3 separate regions of the Zea mays genome follow, and all the other regions are linked to region 2. Evidence: chromatin contacts called from public Hi-C data. All regions are on one chromosome and are shown on one strand. The core of a region is the stretch at or near the end of the contact, and the rest is flanking DNA. Distances in the headings are between cores, read along the strand shown.

Region 1 (2,700 bases), core at 159-2,658, 150 kb after region 2:
TGCCATTTCGCGTTGGCGCCGGACAAGTATCCAAGCACGCTGCCGAGGGCCATCCACAGGGAGAAGATCGCCTGGCCAACGTTGGGGCCGTGCTGTCCAGCTGCAGTAAACAAACAACACTAGCATCACCAACCCTGGGCTGCGTGCGTGTGTGATCAAATTCAACTTGCGACGTGCTCACCGGCCAGGTCGGCCATCATCGCGCGAGCCGGTCCCTGGACCGTGTTGTTGGCGAAGTCGAGGAACCAGAATCCGACAATGTAGACGGCGGCGGCGGACCAGCGGGAGCCGGTGAACGTACTGCAGTGCTCCTTGGTGTCGCCGAGGCGCCGCCCGATGTCCGCCGAGAACCCGATCACCAACACCTTGCCGGACCCGGACCACCAGCAGTCAGTTTTTTTTTTCTCAGAACGCCGAGGAAATCGGTACTGTAGTCGAAGTACAGTACAGGTAGAGGTAGAGAACAAAGGAGGAATCGCAACGGAAAAGTGCGCTTGCTTACAGAGAGGCAGATGATGATGCATCCCGCGAGGATGAAGGGCCTCCTCCGGCCCATCTTCGAGGTGCACCGGTCGCTGTAGTAGCCCACGATGGGTTGCACCTGCCAACGACGACGTCAATTCATTCAATGCCTCGCATCGGAAAAAGATGGAGGAAGAAGATGACTGGCCGGACGTGTGAAAACGGATCTCTTGGTGATTAATAACTTTCTCATCTTATCCCTTGAAGATAAATCTTGGTAATTAAGACCTTAAAGCTAGGAAATAAAAGACGGAAATAAATCGTAGTAGAGGCGAGCAGTTCCATAAACTGCACGGATTTACTTCGACAGAATTTAACGTTCTTTATCTTTATCCAAATACAAAGAGGGATAAGATCTCAGAAATTATACTATAGTATACAAGCAAGAAAATGCACGTACGTACCACAAATCCGGCGATAGGCCCGCAGATCCATGTCAGAGACACGTAGCTGTGCGAGATCCCAAGAGTCTGGGCATGCATATCAAAGGTCGATCAGGCCACGGAAAAAAAATTGGCAGAGAAAACCAAACAGGCATGTATGAACAGAGAGAGACAGACAGACAGACACCACAGGACAAAAGACGACATGGGCATGAACTGTACCTGAGAGTAGGGCGAGAGGAGGGAGAGCTGCAGCGCCCAGCCGTACTGGATGCCGCCGGAGACCATGCAGGCCAAGAAGAGCCGGACGATGCTTATCGGCGCCTTCCGGCCTGCATTGCCATTGCCGTCGCCCTTCGTCGTCTCGCTCACGACGACGGCGCGCTCCATGTTCAAGGTGGCCCACTCGAGGCGCCTGTTGGCGTCCTCCTTGCTGCCGTCACCGTTCATGGATGCGGCGTCGGCGGCGCGCGGTGCGAGGGCCGAGGAGCAGGAACAAAAACAAAAGCGCGCGGATTGGTCGCAGGAAAAAAGGGGGGGAGAGAGAACGATAGGGACGGGCAAACGATCACGGGACGGGGTGGGGTTGGGTGGAGTTGGACCTGGAGGACACGGGGATAGCGAAAAGCGAGCGCCGGGAGCGGGGGTTTTTTAAAGGCCACGGGCGGGGGCGGCCGGCGCGTGTGGTTTATGGCGTGTGCCCCACCGGCAGCGAGACGGCGGGCCGAAGGTTTTATCCGTTTGGGAAGGCTATCCATCCCGTATTCCCGTCCTTAATCTGTTTCTTGGTAGGGGGGTTTTGCCAAGCATTGATGGAGATTCATCAAGATACGTAGTATAGTTGGTAGAAAAAAAAAGATATAGGGGCAACATCAACAAATTGGATTAATTGGATTGTTTTTAATGGAGTTGCAATTTTACATGCGAGAGTATACAACTTGTTAGTTAGGGTGTTTATTGCTCTTGCCAGCTCTTTCTTAGAATTTTGTTCTAAAGTCATACCAAACATTGTCTAGATTTTTTTTTCTTCTTCTTATATTACACTTCTACTTGTGTTTAGTTTGATTGTATATATATATAGTGATTAAATTCTATCTTATCTTCAAACACTACTCTGGTAGAATAGAATCTCAAACCGTGACCAGAGCTGGACGCTGTCAAGTAACTAATGGACACCGACCGACGCATGTACGTTTCCCATTTAGCTTATCAGATCCAATCCAAAAGTCAATTTTTCACTAATGATATTCTGTCTCACTAAAAAAATATGTCCCTTTTCGAGAAGTTAAAGGTTTACACACATACTAGTACCATTTTATATGTTTTATTGGAGCAACTCCAAAAGACTAGTCATATTATTTTGTAAAGGTAAATTTGGTTATTATTATAAGAAAATGTCTCTAATAGACTTTGTAAATAGCTCTTAAAATTAGTAGATCTTCATCTACATATTCATTCTCTTTTTTGATAGTCTACCTCACTCGCCATACAGAATTCTGAATTTACTAATTCTGTTGGATTAGTCTAATCTTCTTTTGTGAAATCTATTTTAGAGAGTAGCTAAATCAGCAAAATTTGCTCTATAAAAATATTGAGTGGTGAAACAACAAAATGCGTATTTTTTTTACGCAGACAGTCCATATGTAACGGCTAATATGGGTTGGCAAAGCTGGAAACAGATGGAGTGGTGCAACGTCAGTAAAGTTGTCCTTATCCTCCAATTTATTTTCACACGAATGGAAACTGATGAACGCTGTACAGCACGCTGGACACAGTGATAAAATCAGTGTGGTCA
Region 2 (2,700 bases), core at 40-2,539:
TATATTTAGAGTAGTAGCTGAAGGAAACAATTGTTTACCTCATGGCAGATTTCACAGATTGTATCCCCTTTCTCATTGCACCATCGTTGCACACATTCTCTGTGAGCATACTGTGCGAACAGATGTAGTATAACAAAATTAGCAAACAGATTTATGCAATGGTTTGCACATACAGGATGGTAAAAGACAAACTTAGGTAGGCGGTTAGACCACTTATAAACAATGATAATGACCGATGTATTCAGTTGAAGGCAACCCACAAAAGATACCTAGCCCTTGTTACTTGTTTGTTAAGGTTACAAAAAGTAGCTAACAACAAGTGCAAAGAATGTCCTAAGCTCTAAGCAACATCGACGATTAAACCAGGCATGCTTTTATCTACTCTGCTAGCATCACTTTGTGCAACTACTTTTTCATGAAAATATCATGAGCCACAGCACCAAACAGGATTTATATCACAAGTGAAGAGGAACCTAATATGGAGATTTATCTGAAAGGCCACAACATCTGAAGTAACAACTTATACAGAGTGCATAAGTTAGCAATCAGCATGGAAACCAACAGCTATGTTACGCCCTAACAAAGCTTCAGGCTAAGTCTTAATGTGATATTTTGCTTTGTTGATGCGTGCATTTTATATACTTAGATTTAAGAATTTCTCATCTATGAATTGACAATAGAATGAACCAGAGGCAAACAGCATAAGCAAGATGGGATGATGGACCCAGAATCTCTGGTTTGAAGAGAAGTAAGCCAGCACGCACCTTGAGGCTGCCGTTGCAAGCGCAGGGGCTCTCGAGGTTCTTCCTGAGGTCCTCCTCCTGGCAAATGCGGCACTCCACCATCCCAATCAGCGCCTCTGTTTCCTCCTTGGCGCCGGACACTAGCCCCGCTGCCTCACCGACTCGGGACGCTACGAGCTCCCCAACATCCACCGCGACATGATCCCCCATGCGAGCAAAGCAAATCGGCCCCAAAAAAACTCACGCTAAACAGCACAAACCTCTAGAGGATCTCGTTTCCTGCCGTCCAACGAACCCAAGGAATCATCAAAACGGGGCCCAATTCACCGCCAATCAAATGTAATGAAGGGGGACAAAATCGACACTAAAACCCTAGAAATTCGTGGGGATGAACTGAAGTCGAAGACAAGCGGATTTGGGCGATTCCTGGGTCAAATCGAAGCCCTCGCCTCGACAAATCCCACGAAACGCAAGGTTCGGAAACGACTATTACGGACGAACAGGGAGGAAATGTGAGGAAGGGCAGGGGATGTTACCTCGGCGAATGAGCTGCGAGGAAGGCACGCACTTCCTACTCCGAAATATCTTACAAGAAGAAGAGAGAGAGAAACTATTTCCCGCACTTCGTTCGCGTTCGTCTCGCGGCTTTTTATCGTGCGCCAAGTGACGGAACCGTGCGGATTAGATTACCTTAGATGACATGTGGCTCCCGCCGGTTCTGGTCCCACATGACAGTCAGAGTATGTGTAAATCGCTGGCGATCTGTAACGAACGGGTATTCGGATTCCCGCTTGAACATTATCCAGAATCCATTAATAGATCCCTGACGGGTAGTATTTGCTAACTACCCCCGCAAATGCACCCATCCAGGATTCAGCGCTGTTGATTTGTGAATGAATGGCTGTGCGACTGCATCTCTTGGTCTAAAAATGTGGTATAACCGTTGCGTGGTGCCAAAACAAAACATGTTACAGTCAACTGTGTACCAGAATGATTAAGATAGCTTTAAGATTAGTAAAGTTTAACTTTTGGACATGTTAACAACATTTATTAGACCAAGGCTAATAATTATGCCATGTGATTGTGAAGTGCTTAGGTTCAGCTATTTATATAGAAAAGTTGCTGTGAGCTGTCGGATGTGAAAAAGTTAAAAAATCGTTTGGCCGGAGATGTTGTGAAACCGTAGATTTTATAAGGTTCGTGTGTATTACGCCTAAAATTGTTTATATGCAAATTGATCGTAATACAACGATTTTTGTGTTGCCTGGCACATATTTCACAAATACGGAAATACATGTTTCGCCATTATAATATTATATGCATATTATTATTTTACCTGCATTATTTCCACCATGATCAATATGTATATATTATTACTTTAAGGTCTTGTTCGGCAGCTCAAGATCCAAGTCAGGTCAGTAACAAAGCCAGCCCAGGATCGAGTGAATCATGGGTTGTCATTTATTCCTGTCACCAGCCCGTTTCCAGATCCGGATCCAGTCCAGAAGGTAGGTCACCTGGACTCGTTCCAGGCCAAGGATTGAGGGATGGGAATTAAAATCAGATGGGTTTGTTTCCAGCCCAGATCAAAACGAACAACTCTAGGAGACTGGACCAGATTCTAAACTGTGCTGATTCGTTCCTGCCGGAATAAGGCAGGGAATGGGCTTATCCAGCCAAAACGAACGAGGCCTAAAGGAGTTTAGACGGTCATATGTAAGACCTCGAACATATTTGTTATACTGACTGCAAACTAATTAATTTATATAAACATGTAAAGATATCTCTGGTGCAGTGGTTTTGCTGCTTGATTTCTGTGGGATGCAAGGGTAAACAGGAGGGAGACGAGGTGCGCTGGAGCACCAAGAGGCTGCTAGCTTGGGCGGAGGTTTGTGGAGGGAGAAGGGGTGAGAAGTTGGGGGCTGAGACCATCTTCAACCATTTCTGCTCGTTTCTT
Region 3 (2,700 bases), core at 140-2,639, 200 kb after region 2:
ATGGAGTCCAAGTACTTGAATATCTGCAGCGAGAGATCATAAGATAACTCTATGTTACATACATACATAGATCCACGAAGAATAACCACAAAGCTGGTTTTAAATTCAAAAGGTTTCTGTTGCTTCAATTCAATATTCATAATTTCAAGGGATTGGGAAGTAAATTGTTTGAGGTATAGAATACCTTCTGATCCTCTTCAGTCAGAAGCTCACTTAGTAGAGGATGGCTCAAAAACTGTAGGTCAACAGCACATAACACAACAAATTAGAATCGCACGCATCCATAAACACTTCCAGCAGAATTGCAGAAAGACACATTTGTATAGCACAGAGTAGCCTACAAACCGCTGTGAGCCAAAAGTCCGGGATGGTCTTGATAATGTCACCCCTCTTGAGATAGACAGGTCTGCGAATCTCACTGTATTTCTGCTCCACCTCCATAACCTTGTCACTTGCTTCCTCATTAACCTGTCAGCAATGAACAAAGGTATCATAAGCATGGCAGTGCTATGTTTCATTTCATTCATAAAATTTCCATAGTAAATAGTATAGCTCGGACCAATGATGGGCTTGTCTTAAAAAGACATCCTTTTTCAACAAAAAATCGACTCGTATGTATGCCATGGATGGGTGACATGGAGTAACAGAGCGCGCAAGGTACCAAGTGTTTTTGAACACATGATCTGCGTTGCTTAATTTTGATTATAAATGCAGCATAAAAACTTCCACAGGAACCAACCCCTGCCTCGAGCATAAAAAACTCCACAGTATCCACATCAAAATCACCTACCATATGCTGTGACTAAACTAGACATGTTTTATAACGCTATAAAAAACTGTAATATAATAAAAGTTACTGAGTTCAGCCACCAGAAGCACCTTACGTATCAGCCAGGACACAAGCCTCCTACGCTCTAGCTACACACTGTCACTATAATTCCGTCCTCCAACCTCCAGCGGCACAATTGGCACAGTGCCCGAACAGAACTAGCAACAACTGAACCGATACTGCTCAGTGCCGGACAATTCCAGCATACCAAAACACAACCTTACGCTCCTACGGTCCTACCCAAACCCCACTACCAAATCCAACAGTACCAACCACCCATAACCCATCACACCGCACGAAGGATAGGAAGAAGAGGCTTGCGGCTGACCTTCTCGAGCTCGTCCTGAATCTCCTGGAGCTTCTCGATGGAGAAGACAAGGGCGCCGTCGATTTGCTCGTTCTCCTCGCCGCCGTCGGCATCGGTCTTGGCCTTCTTCCCCTTGTCCGCCGGTGCCGTCATCGCAAACCGCTGGCCTGGCACGCCTCCTCGCTCTAGGGTTTTTAGCGTCGCTGTGTCGCCTGCCTGCGCGAGCTGGGAGACGGAGGGAAGAAGGTAGGAAAGGGAGGCGGAGCTGGGAGAAGGCAGTGGTGCCCGCGCGAGCTCTATTATATAGGGAGGTGCTGAGATTCGCGCTCGTGGAGTATTGGGTCGGCTTCGGGTGGGCCGGGCCGTCGGATCGGTGCGGGACTGTCCACTCCCATGGGGGTTTTCTAAAACCCTAACCCTAAGGATTAGGTGCGGCCCGGCTTATGCTTGTCATTGTGCGTTCGGCGGCTTCGGACCCATAAGTGACAGTGCAGCTGTGTAGGGAACGTAGGAATGAGACAATTGGATACCCGATTTAGTTTTCCTTTTACTTATTGTACTTATATTACCATATTTAAAACGTTTCTTTATATATTTTCATCCAATGAGTTCCTACTACTTGTTAAACCCTACAGAGGATTGTGGGGTTAATACCAAATAGCAAAGTATCCATACATTGCTATGGTTTCCATTTATACTTAATATAGAATATAAAATACAAAGATATGTATGTTTTGTTGGTTAGTTGAGTGTGAATGTAGGTTTGTAGCCAATAAACATGATTCTAATATCTATTTGGGCTTAATTTTACCATTTAAATTGGGGGATAACGATGACAGTGGAAACCATAAAAACTAATATTGTCTCTTTGTGTTTATGCCACCGTGAGAAGTGAATGTATAATAAGCGTTCTATATCTTACTAGCGCCTTTGTTACTAATAGGAGAATTCAAAGTCTAAACCCTAAACCTTGTGAATTGTCCTATATGGCAGGTTTTGTCTCTGTTCGCTCAATCAAGAAACATGGTACGTCATTTTTTTTATCTGCTCTAAACTCATGGTTTAATAAATATGTTCAATCTAGATTGATTTCTTACAATTAGATGGAAGTTCTAGATTAAATTGTTGGAGTCAGATGTATGTTATAAATTAAATTCTCATAGTCATAGGATTTCATGGTCACGCGTCACCCCGCAAGTCATGCACGTCGCATGTGAAGCCGCACCGCTCCTAGCCACTCCTGTCATGTGTGTTGCCGCATCAGTCTCCCAGATATGCTCGGTCGTGCCCTAATGGGGATGTGCATGCTTTCCATCAGGTTTGGATTGTTTTCACAGCTTTTTATAGAAAAATAATTAATTTATACTTATTTTATTTATACTATCATGTTTAAAACTTTCCAGTATATATACTCGTCGATAAGGGCATGTTTGCATCTAATGAGCTAAAATAAAAGTGACTAAAGATTAGTCACTTCTCTACTACTCTATAAGGATGTAACGTGGGTGTCCACAAGTATGCCATGCCCCACTCCTGCGATCCTCACCCCCACCAATCTTGTGCC

What was found. Hi-C and Micro-C count contacts between places; a contact is called where the count stands out from the background.
Region 1: a Hi-C map of tassel shows a contact between it and region 2, with 2.1 times the contacts expected there. The contact joins the promoter of LOC100273131 here to the promoter of LOC100284488 in region 2. A contact is called at or near these places in 3 of 25 Hi-C or Micro-C datasets (endosperm, leaf and tassel).
Region 3: a contact with region 2 is called in a Hi-C map of bundle sheath, with 4 times the contacts expected there. The contact joins the promoter of LOC542654 here to the promoter of LOC100284488 in region 2. A contact is called at or near these places in 2 of 25 Hi-C or Micro-C datasets (bundle sheath and leaf).

What each region holds. Positions count from the first base shown.
Region 1 is chr5:179,749,355-179,752,054 of Zm-B73-REFERENCE-NAM-5.0, reverse strand. It overlaps LOC100273131 (sucrose transporter BoSUT1), which reads right to left and starts at 1,408. Exons shown (of 10, transcript NM_001147578.1): 1 at 1,128-1,408; 2 at 927-992; 3 at 503-601; 4 at 182-365; 5 at 1-100. The coding sequence starts at 1,355.
Region 2 is chr5:179,898,919-179,901,618 of Zm-B73-REFERENCE-NAM-5.0, reverse strand. It overlaps LOC100284488 (protein binding protein), which reads right to left and starts at 1,289. Exons shown (of 7, transcript NM_001157383.1): 1 at 765-1,289; 2 at 39-110. The coding sequence starts at 953.
Region 3 is chr5:179,697,475-179,700,174 of Zm-B73-REFERENCE-NAM-5.0, reverse strand. It overlaps LOC542654 (nucleosome/chromatin assembly factor A104), which reads right to left and starts at 1,389. Exons shown (of 10, transcript NM_001112178.2): 1 at 1,158-1,389; 2 at 346-468; 3 at 185-235; 4 at 1-23. The coding sequence starts at 1,289.